Linked DNA regions of Mus musculus: region 1 is linked to region 2. Evidence: chromatin contacts called from public HiChIP or PLAC-seq data. All regions are on one chromosome and are shown on one strand. The core of a region is the stretch at or near the end of the contact, and the rest is flanking DNA. Distances in the headings are between cores, read along the strand shown.

What was found. HiChIP or PLAC-seq counts read pairs in DNA pulled down with a chosen protein or histone mark.
Region 1: an H3K27ac HiChIP or PLAC-seq map of the NIH/3T3 cell line shows a contact between it and region 2, with 4 times the contacts expected there. The contact joins the promoter of Topbp1 here to the enhancer-like site in region 2. A contact is called at or near these places in 1 of 39 promoter capture datasets (the 3T3-L1 cell line), 5 of 484 Hi-C or Micro-C datasets (embryonic fibroblasts, embryonic stem cells, nephron progenitors and 1 more) and 2 of 115 datasets of contacts at active chromatin or transcription factors (the NIH/3T3 cell line and embryonic stem cells).

What each region holds. Positions count from the first base shown.
Region 1 is chr9:103,299,690-103,307,193 of GRCm38.p6, reverse strand. Topbp1 (topoisomerase (DNA) II binding protein 1) reads right to left here and starts at 1,867. Exons shown (of 28, transcript NM_176979.5): 1 at 1,823-1,867; 2 at 1,007-1,097. The coding sequence starts at 1,090.
Region 2 is chr9:102,781,737-102,789,039 of GRCm38.p6, reverse strand. No RefSeq gene overlaps it. Among named protein-coding and RNA genes, the nearest start is that of Gm46151, 6.8 kb to the right of the region's middle. Within about 2 kb of position 4,564, at least 90 of the 459 cell types and tissues checked have an H3K27ac peak or open chromatin away from gene starts, as enhancers often do. A contact at or near this core is called in the NIH/3T3 cell line and embryonic fibroblasts, where this site is marked.

The sequences.
Region 1 (7,504 bases), core at 618-3,117, 520 kb before region 2:
ATAGGTACTAGGTTTTGGGGCACACACCTGTAATCTCAGCATGCAGGAAACTGAGGCAGAAGCACAGAGTTCCAGATCAGTCTGGGCTACACTGTGAGACTCAGTCTCAACTCTTTCACTGCCCCCATACTGTGTAGTTTCTTGCTTATCACCTGATTAATACCGATTTCCTGTTCTATGTATGCTGAAAGAGGAGAGATATTTGCTTGTTCTGATCATTGGTGTACCCCAAGTATTATGCTAGAGGAAAACCTGTCAGATGACGGACACTCAATTGATGATTGCTAAGTGAGTGAACTTTAAAAAACAAAACAAACAAACAAACAAAAAAAAAACAGCTAACTTCTCAAACCTGAATATGCACTGGGACTTTTGTTTAAAATGCATATTCTAATTGTCAAATGTGGGTTGGGATCCCAAGGCTCTGCATTTCTAATAGATTCCCAAGCTACAAGGACATTACTAGGGTTTGTGAATGGCAAAGCTCAAAACTACTCCCATCATTCATTCATTCATGAATATGTGTGTGTGTGTGTGTGTGTGTGTGTGTGTGTGTGTGTGTGTGTATGAGAGACAGAGAGAGAGAGACAGAGAGAAAGAGAGAGAGCAAGCAATGAACCAAAACTATTGCATTGTGACTCCGTTTTTCAGTGCTTAAAGGATCAATGGGGTTAGTAAACAAAACAAGTCAGGAACTCTAAGTCAGAGGACTGGGAAGATGGCTCAGACACACACACAAACAGACACAGACCGGGCGGGGGTAGGGGATCAAACTGTAGGTTAACATCCAATTGTCACAATAGATTTCAATCCTCCCAAAAAATATAATGGTAAACTTGCATCAACTAAAAATTATATAGCAGTGATTTATCTGTATTAAGCATATGCTATAGCAAAATTTCATTAAAATTATCTACTTCTAAGACATAAAATCCAACAAAGCAAAAACATTTAAAACATGAAAATGAGCTCAAGTATCAAATAAGACATATCCATTAATTCTTACCTCAAGAGCTTTAAAAAAGCATTCTGAATTGTCCGAAGACTTTAAAAACTTCACAAGAAACGGCTCTTGGTCATTTCTGGACATAGCTGAACTGTGAGAATAAGGCAGTCAAGAAGAACAAAAGTCAGTCAGTCAATCAGGGAATTAAATGTACAAGTCAACTATTTTTGTAGGGTTTTTGGTTTTTTTTTTTTTTTTTTTTAGTTTTGAGACAAGCCCTGGCAGTCCTGGAATTCGCTCTGTAGACTAGGTCTGCCTGGCACTCAAGAGATGCTCGGCCTCTGCCTCACTCAAGCTGGCAAAAAAGGGAGTGTGCCACTACCGCCCGGCCTGCAAATCAACTATTTTCTTATGCAGACAAGAGTGCCTAAGACATAGCTATCTGGCTTGGTTCATCAATTCATTCAAGATGTTTACAAAGGGCCCCAGAAGGTGGGCAAAGTCGAAGAAGAAAAAAAAGGACACGGATCCTTGCAAACGTGAGAACAAAATGAACGTTCCTGATTGAATCCCCTGAGACCCTTGGTTTGGTCCTCAGTCACTCACTGTTCACTTGCATGGGGCTTAAGACGACGCAGGGCGCCGCTGCGGCTACGGGTACCCACAGCCCGCAAGATTTGCTCCTAAGTTAACGAACTCTGAACGCAAGCAGCCACCGTGCAAGGTCGTGCACGCTCGGCCCAGCTCCCAGGGAAAGGAGCGTCCAGGCCGCGGCTCCCCAGGGACCTGAGGCCCACCCGCCGGTTAGGAGAGGCGCGAAGGCCGCAAGAGGCGCCGGGCGGCCACGCCGGCCGGGAGGAGCCGAAGCTCGCTCACCTAGGTGGAGCCCGAGGGCCCACGGGCACCAAGTCGGGGGGCGCGCGGCCGGCAGGACGGCGGCTGGGGTCGGGCGCCAGCCCGGCGCGCAGCCCCCGCCCTCGGCGGCGCCCCCAACCCGAAGCTAACGCTGCAGAACCCGGAAGGGCCAAGACCGGGAACCGACTTTCGCGCCAACCGAGCGGACGCCACACCTCTTCCGGAGGAAGTGGCGTCATCGGGGCCCCCGCTCTGGGAAGCGGAGCGGTCGGAAGAGGGCGGTCCTTGGGCACGCTTTCCCGAGATGCTCTGGGGTCTGGGTTTGCGGCAACAGTTTCGGCTGCGGCGCAGCTCATCGTTCGTGGCGAGGGCCTGCGGGCGGCCGGACCGATCAGCCTTAAGTCCAGAACGTGCAGAAGTGGGGCGAGGGGGTCCAGTGGCGAGTTCTCCTGACGGTGCCGGGGCAGCGCATGAAGCTAATAGCGGCTTGTGGGTGGGAGGATGTTAAGAAAGTCAAGGTCTGACTCCCCAAAGTGGATGAACAATCAATCCTTACCAAAGCCAAAAACAGTAACGGAAAGAAGACTGGGTGATGAAAGGCACGCTAGATTATTGATTAGGTTATATTCACATTCAAGACTTTTAAAATATGTATTTCTAAGCCGAGCAGTGGTAGAGCACACCTTTAATCCCAGCACTTGGGAGGCAGAGGCAGGCGGATTTCTGAGTTGCCAGCCTGGTCTACAAAGTGAGTTCCAGGACAGCCAGGACTATATAGAGAAACCTGTCTTGAAACTCCACCCCCCCCCCCCCAAAAAAAAGTATTTCTAGATATCCTCTATCAGGTGTATAATTGGCAAAGATTTTCTCCCATCTGTATGCTTATTCATTTGATTAATTTTTCTTTGCTGTGCACAACCTTTTAACTTCACGCAATCCCATTTCATTTGTCCGTTGTTCGTATTATATCCTGAGCAACTAGGGCCCTATTCAGAAAGCCCTTGACTATTTTGGTTTCAGGATTTCAGTTCTGACATTAAGGTCTTTAATCCATTTGGAGTTGATATTTGTGTAACGCAAGAGAGATTAAGATCTAGTTTCCTTCTTTTATGTATGGCTATCCAATTTTCCCGGCACAGTTTATTACAGAAGTTGGTTTTTTTCTTTTCTGATGTGTACTTCCGGCATTTTGTGACAAAGAATCTTTACTTAGCCAAACCTGTAGTCTGACTACTGGTCGTTCTCCTTGTAAAAATCCAGTTAGATCCTGCCACCTTTGATAGCTCATGCCCTTTCTCATTTTTCACTGTCCCCAGGTAATATCTGACTATTCTGGCCTATCTACAGTAAGAAAACTCTTAGGTTCTAACCAAAACCCCATTCTTATGTTACCTCTTAAAAGTTGCTAAGGGTAGCCGGGGGCAGTGGTGGATCACGCCTTTAATCCCAGCACTCAGGAGGCAGAGACAGAGGCAGGCGGGATTTCTGAGTTCAAGACCAGCCTGGTCTACAAAGTGAGTTCCAGGACAGTCTGGGCTACACAGAGAAACCCTGTCTCGAAAAACAAACAAACAAACAAACAAACAAAAACAAAAAAAAGTTGCTAAGGGTAAATTATTGATAAAATGCTGAATTATTAGCCACCCCCAGCTTTATTTTATTTTATTTTATTTTTTGAGACAGAGTTTCTGCATAGCCTTGGCTGTCCTGGAACTCACTGTGTAGGACAGGTTGGCCTTGAACTCAAGAGATCTTGCCTTTGCCTCCCGGAATGCTGAGATTAAAGGTATGCCACCACGCCCAACACAAACTCTATTCTTTTAAGTACAATATATTTAGGGTTGCTGGTCACTGTAGTGATTATAATGGTCCTGCTTTAAAGGTATCATTAACTTTTTTCATTTACAGGATATCGATAACACTGGCGCAGAGGTAAATGCCCACTAGGGAAAAGAAGGGAAATACTTAGTATTGGAGGTAAGGGTCTGAGGATGTAGCTCAGTTGGTAGAGCACTTGCCTAGCATAAAAGTCCCTGGGTTCCATCTTCAGGGCCATATAACACTGGTTGCATCCTAGCTAAGCAGGAGGTATCTTGGGATACATGAGACCCTGCAGTGCCTTGAAGAAATTATTAGAGCTGTGAAAAAGAAGCCACAGTTGATGTCTAAAATGCAGTTCTGTCCTGAAGTTGTCATCATATCTGTAGGATACTTGATAGGTCACCAAGGACTGAGGAGAGTCAGGGCAAGAACTAAAGCAGAGGCCAAAGACAACCAGGCTTACACCCACTGCTTGCTCAAGCCTGCTTTCTTAGATCACCTAGGATCACCTCCCCTGGGGTGGCACCACCCACAATGGTCTGGGCCCTCCCACATCAATCACTAATCAAGAAAATGCCCTTCAGAGCAGTCTATAGGCGATCTGATAAATGACCATGGTATATGTTTATGCATTTAACACAGTATATTTTTACTTTGATTATGTGTGTTTGTGCACATGAATGTAATGCCCATAGAAGCCAGGAGGTGGCATCAAATCTCCAGAGCTGGAGTTACAGGCAGTTGGGAGCTGTCTAACATGGAAACAAAACTTGGGTCCTCTGGAAGAGTAGCAAATTCTCTTCACCACTGACGCACCTCTGCAGCCCCACCACAACATACATTTTATTGAGGCGTGTGTTATGTATGTTCACATGTGTGCAGGTACACATGTGTGCTCAAGTATATGACAGTCAGGTGCCAGCCCCAGCTGTTATTCCTCAGGTATCACCCACCTTGATGTTTTTTTTTTTCTTTTTTTAGTTGAAAAGGGCTCGTTTGTTTTACTTAAAGGGTTTTATATTTAAATTCCCAGCATTTCAAGTGAATATGTATAAATACAAGAGAGCTTAGCAAACAGCCTCTATTGCTACAGAGCTAACTTGAAGTGGCCTAGCAGCTATGAAAGCTGATAGCTTCAGCTAGCTGGAAAGTACAGCCTACCGACAGTGTGAGTTCCAGGGAGAGGGCTCTAAAGTAGAATGCCAACATCACATGTAGATTGTTCCCGGCTGTGTTTAAGTAGATCGTGTAAGGAGACACTCTGAGAAAAAAGTGGCTTCCTTGCCAAAAAATGTAGGGGGCTACATTGTTAGAAAAGCCAATTGTATCTAGGTCCTAAAAAGAAGAGAAACCTAAGAGGCTTTTGAGTCATGGCCATGAGAGCCTATATATGGAGGAAAGATGGAGGAGTATAGGACTCTTCTGGGCTGAGTAGGCGCCATCAAGTGAGATATATTCCCATTCCAGAAACAATGGCTTCAATGTCTGTTGTTTCAGGATTCTGGAGTTAATATTCTACCTTTATCCTTACCACCAACATCGTTCGTTCTCTCTCTCTCTCTCTCTCTCTCTCTCTCTCTCTCTCCCTCCCTCTCCCTCTTTCCTCCCTCTTTCTCTCTCCCTCTTTGGTTTTCTGTGATTCTGTTTCACTCTATGGCCAGGCTGGGTTGGAACTCATTATGTAGCCCAGGCTGGCCTAGTGCCTGTGCTGTTCCTCCTATCTCAGCCTAGCAAATGCTTGGATTGTAGCAATGAGTCATCACAACTGGTCCATGCTTCTTTCATGGATGACTGTCTTGTTACTTGAAGGAGACTTACAATGGCTCCAAAGGGTCAGAGTCCACAGTGGTCGGGGCAGCATAGCAGCTGGCAGCTTCCTCAGCTCTTGAACTACAAACACAAGGCAGAGCAAACTGCAAGTAGGCAAGTCGTTTCGTTTGAGTCTTAAACTCCAACCCCAGTGATCTGCTTTGTCCAAGCGCGACTGCACTGACTTGGGTCGGAGAGTCATTCTTCAGTAACATGGTCCTAAGCGGGAGATGGACATTAGATAAGAAGATAGAGAGAAAATCTGGGGTCGGGAGGTCTCATGCGAGCTATGTCTTAGGACAAGCAACTACAGCATCTCAGACACCATTTTGAGAGAAGAAATGGGACTAAGTCAGCAGAAACTGTCCTACGAAGGGACGAAGTCAACAGGAAGGTAATCAAACAGTGTTGCACAAGGGGAGCAAGGGGTATCTCAAGAACATTACAGACCGGGTACACAGTGGCCTTGGACTGATAACCATAGCCCCACACGCTGGGAAGAGAACAGAAGCTACAGATCCCCACCCAAAAGCCCTGGCCCAGGGCCATTACTGGGTCTGCCAAGCAGGTTCATTCTCCGTACATCAGAGCCTCAGGAAAAGACTCCGTTGATCTGACCATCAACAGAGCATTACCTAAACCTCCCCAAAACAGCACCGATGTTTTAGGATTTCTATTTTTGTGGTTAAACACCATGACCAAAAGCACCTTGAAGAAGAGACATTTATTTAATTCTACAGCTTGTAACCCATTCATGGATGTCAGGGCAAGAATTCAAGGCAGGAACCTGGAGGCAGAAACTGATGCAGGAGCCACGGAGAGGCACCACTTACTGCTTAGTCCTTATGATTCACACAGGCTGTTCTCTTGTAGCACCCGGGACCACCTTCCCAAGGGACCCCCATTGAACTGGGCCCTCCCATATCAATCATCAATCAAGAAGAACATGGACCTCAGGCCAATCTGGTGAAGGCATTATCTCAATTGAGGTTCTTTGTTCCCAATTAACAACTCTGATTTGTCTCAACTTGACCTAAAACTAGCCAGCACCTGCACCCCATCACCTGAAGACAAATTGTTCAAATGCCCAAGACTTTGGGGGTATTTCTCACTCAAGCCACCACATCCCTCTTACAGACCTCTGGACAGTGTTACCAACTAGCAAGTGTTTCTTTGCTCTTACATACCTTGGGACAGTGTTACCAACTAGCAAGTGTTTCTTTGCTCTTACATACCTCTGGACAGTGTTACCAACTAGCAAGTGTTTCTTTGCTCTTACAGACCTCAAGACAGTGTTACCAACTAGCAAGTGTTTCTTTGCTCTTACAGACCTCTGGACAGGGTTACCAACTACCAAGTGTTTCTTTGCTCTTACAGACCTCAAGACAGTGTTACCAACTACCAAGTGTTTCTTTGCTCTTACAGACCTCAAGACAGTGTTACCAACTAGCAAGTGTTTCTTTGCTCTTACAGACCTCTGGACAGTGTTACCAACTAGCAAGTGTTTCTTTGCTCTTACAGACCTCTGGACAGGGTTACCAACTACCAAGTGTTTCTTTGCTCTTACAGACCTCAAGACAGTGTTACCAACTAGCAAGTGTTTCTTTGCTCTCACATACCTTGGGACAGTGTTACCAACTAGCAAGTGTTTCTTTGCTCTCACATACCTTGGGACAGTGTTACCAACTAGCAAGTGTTTCTTTGCTCTTACAGACCTCTGGACAGTGTTACCAACTAGCAAGTGTTTCTTTGCTCTTACAGACCTCTGGACAGTGTTACCAACTACCAAGTGTTTCTTTGCTCTTACAGACCTCTGGACAGTGTTACCAACTAGCAAGTGTTTCTTTGCTCTTACAGACCTCTGGACAGGGTTACCAACTAGCAAGTGTTTCTTTGCTCTTACAGACCTCAAGACAGTGTTACCAACTACCAAGTGTTTCTTTGCTCTTACATACCTTGGGACAGTGTTACCAACTAGCAAGTGTTTCTTTGCTCTTACAGACCTCTGGACAGTGTTACCAACTAGCAAGTGTTTCTTTGCTCTTACAGACCTCTGGACAGGGTTACCAACTA
Region 2 (7,303 bases), core at 3,315-5,814:
AAGGCCTGTGGCAAACAAAACAAACAAACAAACAACCCTGGTTATTATTAAGTATCTGCAGATCAAAGAATATCCCAAGTACCACAGTCCAAACAAGTACCAACTCATCTTTGTTCTCACTTTAATATTTATCCTCATATACAGCTTCCATCTACGAACTCTTGGGCTGTTCTTTTTTGAATGGGTTGTTTTAATGTTTTATTCTGTGTGCCATTTGTGTGCCTGGCGCCTGCTGAGGTCAGAAGGTATTGGATGCCCTGGAACTGGAGTTATGGATGGTTGTGAGCCTGCATGTGGATGCTGGGAGTAGAGCTGGGGTCCTCTGCAAGAGCAGCCAGGGCTCTTCACCCCTCTCCAGCCCCTGGAGTAATTTCTTCATAAGCAAGGAGAGGGTAGATTGTCTGACTCATGGGGTTTCAGAAAATTTATTTGCTCTTCGTGATGGTTAGAAATTTGACTATCAAGTTTCAGATTCAATTTAAGTTTCTTCCAAAACTTGGAAAACTGTGCTTTGTTGTCTGTAGCAGCCTACTGTTACAAAATTTGTCATCAAGGTGGCTCTCACTCTCGTATATGTATTTGACCTGTTTGTTTATTTGTTTGTTTCCTGGAATCGTGTGCACATTCCCCGTTGAGTTCTGAAATCTCACCCAGATACACAAGAGTGTTCTGTACTAGTCTCTGTTGCACTCAGAGGACCCTTAAAACCACACTAGCCTGGGGCCAGCAAGATGGCTCAGTGGAGGAGGGAGCTTGAAGCATGGTGACCTGAGTTCAATTCCCAGGACCCACATGGTGGAAAGAGAGAACCAAGTCCCTCAAGTTGCTCTGTGGCCTTCAATCATAAGTCATGACACATGCACATCTCCCCCAACACGAAGTAAATAAATCAATGTAATTTAAAAAGTATAAAAGCCAGGCAGTGGTGGTGCATGCCTTTAATCCCAGCACTTGGGAGGCAGAGGCAGGCGGATTTCTGAGTTAGAGGCCAGCCTGGTCTACAAAGTGAGTGCCAAGACAGCCAAGGCTACACAGAGAAACCCTGTTTCGAAAAACAAACAAACAAACAAAAAGTATAAAAATAAATAAATAAAACACAAGGCTAAGACTTTTCTTTTCTTTTTTGCTTAGTGCAGATGATTTTAAGAAAATTATGATGAACTCAAAGTACCACCATCTGGAGGATGTCATTTTATGTTCTTCATGTTGTTACCTTGAAAAGAGTGAAAGGATTCCTCTGGTCTGAGATGAAGGACACAGCTCTTCTGACTCTTCATGCACAGCCCCTCCCCACAGGCAGCACTGGGCTCTCTGGTTCTGTGGGCATCTAGGCAGGTGAAGATGTTTACACTGGTGTGCATTGCTCACTTTTCCCACTGTAGCTGCAGAGATGGTTTCGTGATTAAGAGCACTGACTGCTCTTCCATTGACCTGGGTTGGGTTCCTCCTCCCACATCAGACAGCTCACAATTGCTTGCAGCTCCAGTTCCAGGGGATCCAATGGCCTCACCAGCACCTGCACACATGTGCAGCACACATGGTGCACAGCACATAAATCCATGCAGATAAATGTATACATAGCGAAGAAATAAATTTTAAAAATAAAATAAGTAGAATCACAAAGTATACATTGGTGCAGGATATTTGATCACACTGTGGACCCAGGATGGTTATTTACTTAAAAACCTATTCCTAGTTGTGATATGGCTCAGCCCTTGACACACATTTTTAATCCCTCTGGCTAGAACACAGATATGCCCTTAATAAACACCTTTAATTCCAACCAGTAAAGGTAAGATTAGATTGTAGAAAGGAGCACCCATGTTTGAAAGTGATGTCTAATTGAGTGGCAGACAAAGTGACGAATCAGAGAAAGATTTGACAGAATAGGATGTGCCCAACTCTCAGGAGAAGACAGGAAAGGGGAGCTCCTTAAAAGAGAGCGTCCGAGAGAACGGGAGAAAAGAAGACAGTTTTACTGGGACAGTTGTACAGAGACAGGTTAGAGAAAGAGTGAGAAGGAGCCAGAAGATCAGGACAGATTGCTAGAGTTTGTTTGATGCCAAGCAGAGCAAGTCAGGAGAAACTGAGAGAAGCCAGATTGAATCAGTCAGCTTGGAGAGGCATTTGAGCCAGTACAGCTGAGTTGAACTGGTCTGTATATGAGCTCAGTTACAAGAAGAAAGGGTGAACTTATTCAGCAGCAAGTCTCAGAGGCCAAAAACATTATAGGCCTAGGTAAGAAGATTGTATAGAGGCTAGAAGCTTACAGGAGCAGGCCTAGGTTAGCACACAGAAGCAGTACACCCCCTAGATGGCAATTACCTTAGCTAGCTGAATAAAGGATACATTCACAATGAGTTTCACATGTTCGCCCTAGCTTAGAGTCTGGACTGGTCTGAGTCTTCTTCATCTCCTGCCCTCACCTCCCAGCTTTGGGTCTTTTTATTCTGAAAATGTCTATCAACATTGACACGTTTTACTGGTTTCTTTAAGATTCTAAATTATTATGTTTGGAAAAAAAATCAAAGAAGTATCTGAAAAGCTCATTTTCTAATAATTAAAGTAAATACAGCTCATGGTGACCAAACTCAAGTCACCAGGCTTGGTCACAATTGACTCTCCAGACCCCCACATGTTATCTCTTAGCTTCTGTTACTAGAAAATAAGGGTTGAGGGGCTGGAGAGATGGCTCAGCAGTTTAGAGCACTGGCTGCTCTTCCAGGGGCCCTGAGTTCAATTCTCAGCAACCACATGGTGGCTCACAACGGTCTGTAATGAGATCTCGATGCCCTCTTCTGGTATGCAAGTGTACAAGCAGATAGAGCACCTATATGCATAAAGTAAATGAATAAATCTTTAAAAAGAAAGGAAGAAAGAGGGAAAGAGTTAGCATTCACACCTCTTCCTTATCTCACGGCTGGTCCCTTGGTCCTACTGGGATAGTTTTGTCTCCAAGTTTTGGCTAAACTATTACACTTTTTTCTTTTGGGGGTGGAGTGGGATGGTTCTGTTTCTTAGTGTAGGCCTGGCTATCCTGCAATTCCCTCTGTAGACCAAGCTGGCCTTGAACTCACAGAGATCTGCCTGCCTCTACCTCCAAAGTGCTGGCATTAAAGGCCACCACCACCGCTAAGCCAAATTATCCCCCCCCTTTTTTTTCAACATAAATACATGACATACTTAGTGGAATCACTAGCCCATTATGGTGTCTGTACCTGCACTTGTCCTGGAGTTAATGGTGTTTAATGTCTAGTCTAAAAGAAATTGGAGGGTTGGCAAGATGGTTCAGTGGTTAAGAGCATTGACTGTTCTTCCAAAGGTCCTGAGTTCAAATCCCAGCAACCACATGGTGGCTCACAACTACCCATGATGAGATCTGATGCCCTCTTCTGGCTCGTCTGAAGACAGCTACAGTGTACTTATGTATAATAATAAATAAATCTTAAAAAAATAAGAAGAAAAGAAATTGGAAACACCTTTGAGCTCATAAAAATCCTTTGTCCATGGGTTTACCACAGCCTTTGCGTCTCTCCTCCCTGAAAGGTCGGAGCCAAGAGAGACAGTCCTCATGTCCCTGGGAGGAAAAAGGCAGGGAAAGGGTGAGCCGTTTTCAGTCCTCTAACCCTAAAAGGAAAAGCATTCACAAGCATCCAAGGAGATGGGCTTTGGAGATCAATTGGCTTCAGGGCATTTCTTTGGAAATCATGTTTTCTTTTTTTGGAATGGGTGGTTCTTTGCCTATTCTCTACCCCAGTCCATGCCGGAGCGGAATGGCTACATCAGACCTTTCCAAAAGAAAATGGTCACAGTGTAGCGGGTTTGTCTTCCAAGCTACCAAAAAAACAGAAACCAAGCAGGAGCAATTATGTAGTCCTCTTGTATTTCAGTGCAAGGCTATGTGAGTCCTGATGGTTTCTGCTTTAGTGGAGAGATAAGCAAGCTAAATGTGAGTTTGGGGGGGGGGGCAGGAGGCATAGCTCAATGCCAGAGTGCTCGCCTAACATGTGTGAGGACTTGGGTTCAAGACCCACTATTACAAAAACAAGAAACCAGCTCAGCTAAATGAGAGGGTGAGAGGCAATGGGTGGGGGAGCAAAGAATCCCTAGGGAGGAAGGGGGCATGAGGAGGAGGGGCTTCAAGCTGGCAGGAGCCCCTAGCCTCACCATGGACACCTTCCAGCCTGATTGTGTGAACACTTCCTGGCACAGAGTAGCTGACATTAGTAACCTCAAAAGCTCCGACACCTCTCAAGGCTACGAGGATAGCCACCGGGGAGCACAGCAACAAATGGTTCCCTCATTTTTTAATCTTTCAGGACATTTGAGCCTCTCTGAAAGTGCTTACAGAGTTTGGAAGGACAAGATGTCTCGTGATAGCCTTACTAAGACTTACTTGGCCCCAGACAAACTCAAGACTTACTAATCGGTGCCTGGAGAGCATTTCATAACTTCACCACCAGGGGCCGCTGTTTCCCCATGCTCAGGCCAACAACACAGCCACTATCCCTCCAGGAACGCAGTTTGAGAACTGCCAGTGAGTCCAAAGGAATTCCACAAATTCAGACGCCCTGGTGCCCTCTCCACCTTCCCTTCCCCCAGTCTGGGACCTACCCGACCCAGAATAATGGGAGTGTGGCTTCCCAGATCCAGAAGTAGAAGCACGACTTTTTCTCCTAGGACAGAGTTTCTTTGTGTTGTAGAGACCTACTCAAATGGTTTTGAGGTGTTTTGTTTGTTTGTTTGTTTTTGGTTTTTTTTTAAATACGTGTGTGTGTGTGTGTGTGTGTGTGTGTGTGTGTGTGTTCCCTTCTTGAGAGAGAAATGCGGGCTCTCAGAGATGTGTGTCCTTGGCTAGGAAGATTCCAGCCATGTCAATGATCTCCAAATTGGGGGGTATGCAAAATGATCTGTTAAGGGCAAGAGAAAGAACATTGTATAACATTTACTTACGTATTTACTGTGTTAGTTTTAGAGATAGAAATGTGAGAGGCACACCCCCCACCCCACCCCCCCCACCCCCGTCTCAAAAAACAAAACACCTTTGCTATCCAGACTGGCACTGATGCTTTCTGAGGTCCTGTGTCACAAGGTCAGCAGAGTGCATGCTATATAGTGAGCGTGGAAGGACGGTGGAGTCACCTCCCTGTAACCAGAATTCTATTGCATACACCCTTTCTACTTACTGGAAGGACTGGGTGTCACAAAGTAACTAAAGGAGTCCTCACGGAAGGAAGTGGGGGAGGGGTGTTTAAGCATCTTCAGAAATGAGGGCCCGAATGCAGTGTCGCCAGTACCTGCATTCGAGCTTGGAAAAATGCCTAAGATATCACTCCCGTGCCTGTCCGACCTCTCAGCTACGCAATGACACTGAACCGAGGACAGTGCTGACAAGGTGTACCATCCAAATTCAAGCTTGTCAAACCTTTTGAAACAATAGCAGGTCTCTCATTTCTGATGAGCTTGAGGTAATATCAAAGGTCCCCGAGCCTTGACCTTAACAGCAGCTCGTGACATGTGACATGCGTGCTTGCTCATGTCACAGCGGGGATGCAAGCAAAATCAGGCCAGGGCTGAGGAAGTGTGTGCCACAGCCAAGAAGACGACCTTCCTATCTTATCAACTCTTGGAGTTTGTCTGGGGCCAAGGACCCGGGTAACTGGACTCTGAAGACTGTTCCTGGCAGTCAAGGTACAGACACTCGAACCATGACCCAAGGGGACTTTGGTTCTATGAAGGCTAAAGCCTTTCATATCAGCTGTCTTCTGTGGCTTTGTTCTGCCTCGGGACCGTCTGGCACCTGGTACAGAAAGGAAGAGGCTTGAAGAAAAGGAGTCGACACATGTTCACCCGAGCGTGTTCACCCGAGCATGTTCTTCGGCTTGCTTGGTGGGGCTTTTCCAGCTCTACCCTAGTTTACCGTGCACTTCCTATCCCTGTTCAGTGGGAGGGCCTTCCTCCAAACTACATTCCTCCGTGAAATTCTTTTTTTAGGGACAGCGGATTTAAAAAGTAATCTTGTGGGATTTGTCCAAGTCTTGACAAAGGAGAAGTTCACACTGGGTGGATTTGCTGAGAAGGAATGCAAACTCACCTTTATCATTCCTGTCCAAGCTAGCAGCAGCAGGATTACTTGGGGATGAGTCTCAAAATATGCAGAGTCCTGGACCCTACTCAAGACTGCCTGACTCAGAATCTCTGAGTGGGACCAGGAGGCACATCGACAAACCCAGTCCATCTCCCCCAACTCCAAACATTACAAGATAAATTTTAAAACTTTGCAAAGACAAAGTTCGTCTCAGTGAGTTCATTTGCCTACCACGCAGGAAGCTCCAGGCTGAATCTCCAAGATTAACCGGATGGAATGGTGCGTGCCTGTAATTCCAGCCCTTGGGAGGAAGAAGAATCAGGAGTTAAGGACTCCATCTAAAGTATGTAGAATAACGAAAGACCAGTAAGATGGTTCAGTGATTAATGTCACTTGCCACCAAGCCTAATGACCCGAGGAGTTGGATCCTTGGGACTCACATGGTAGAAGAGAACCAGCTCCCTACAGGTGCCCTCTGACCTCCACACAATGCCACGTCAAGCACACACATGCAGGCACACACGCATGCACACAAAATAAGCCAATAAATGTGAAAGAAATAAAGAATAGAACCAGAAGAAAAACTTGTAAACAGCTTCTTATCTGGGAGCTGGGGAGATGGCTCAGCAGTTAGGAGCACAGGCTCCTCTTCCAGAGGACCCAAGTTTGATTCCCAGCACCTACCTGGCAGCTCATATCCATTTGTATCTTCAGTCCTTGGGCCTCTGATGGGACCAGGCACACATGTGGTGCACAGATATACATGCAGACAAAACAATATACACCAAATGGCTTTTTACAAGGCCTTATTTTTCCTATGAAATTAGTCAAGCCAGGTAATTTTCTATTCATTCTAAGCACAAGGAGGCCAGACATCCACCTAATTAGGAAAGGTAAGGGCCGATGGAGTGGAGCTGTGCAGAAGGAGACTCACCCTGCTTATGAGACTGGGCCCTGCCCATTGCCTTCCATGCAGCCCCCTGGACACACAGAGGTCTGAAGGTTAACATGCAGAAGGCTCCGGGCAGAAGGAAGCATTACCAGGAGGAAGAGGCCAACACTCTGAGACTAATTCTTTCCTGAAACCACTCCCTTGCCTAGGGAATCTTTGATCATATCCATCTTCAGAAAGTGGCTTTAGAGCACAGGCTTACAGGCTAGCTGATCTAGACACATGAGTAGCAGAAATGACAGGAATTCTCTAGCAAAATACTA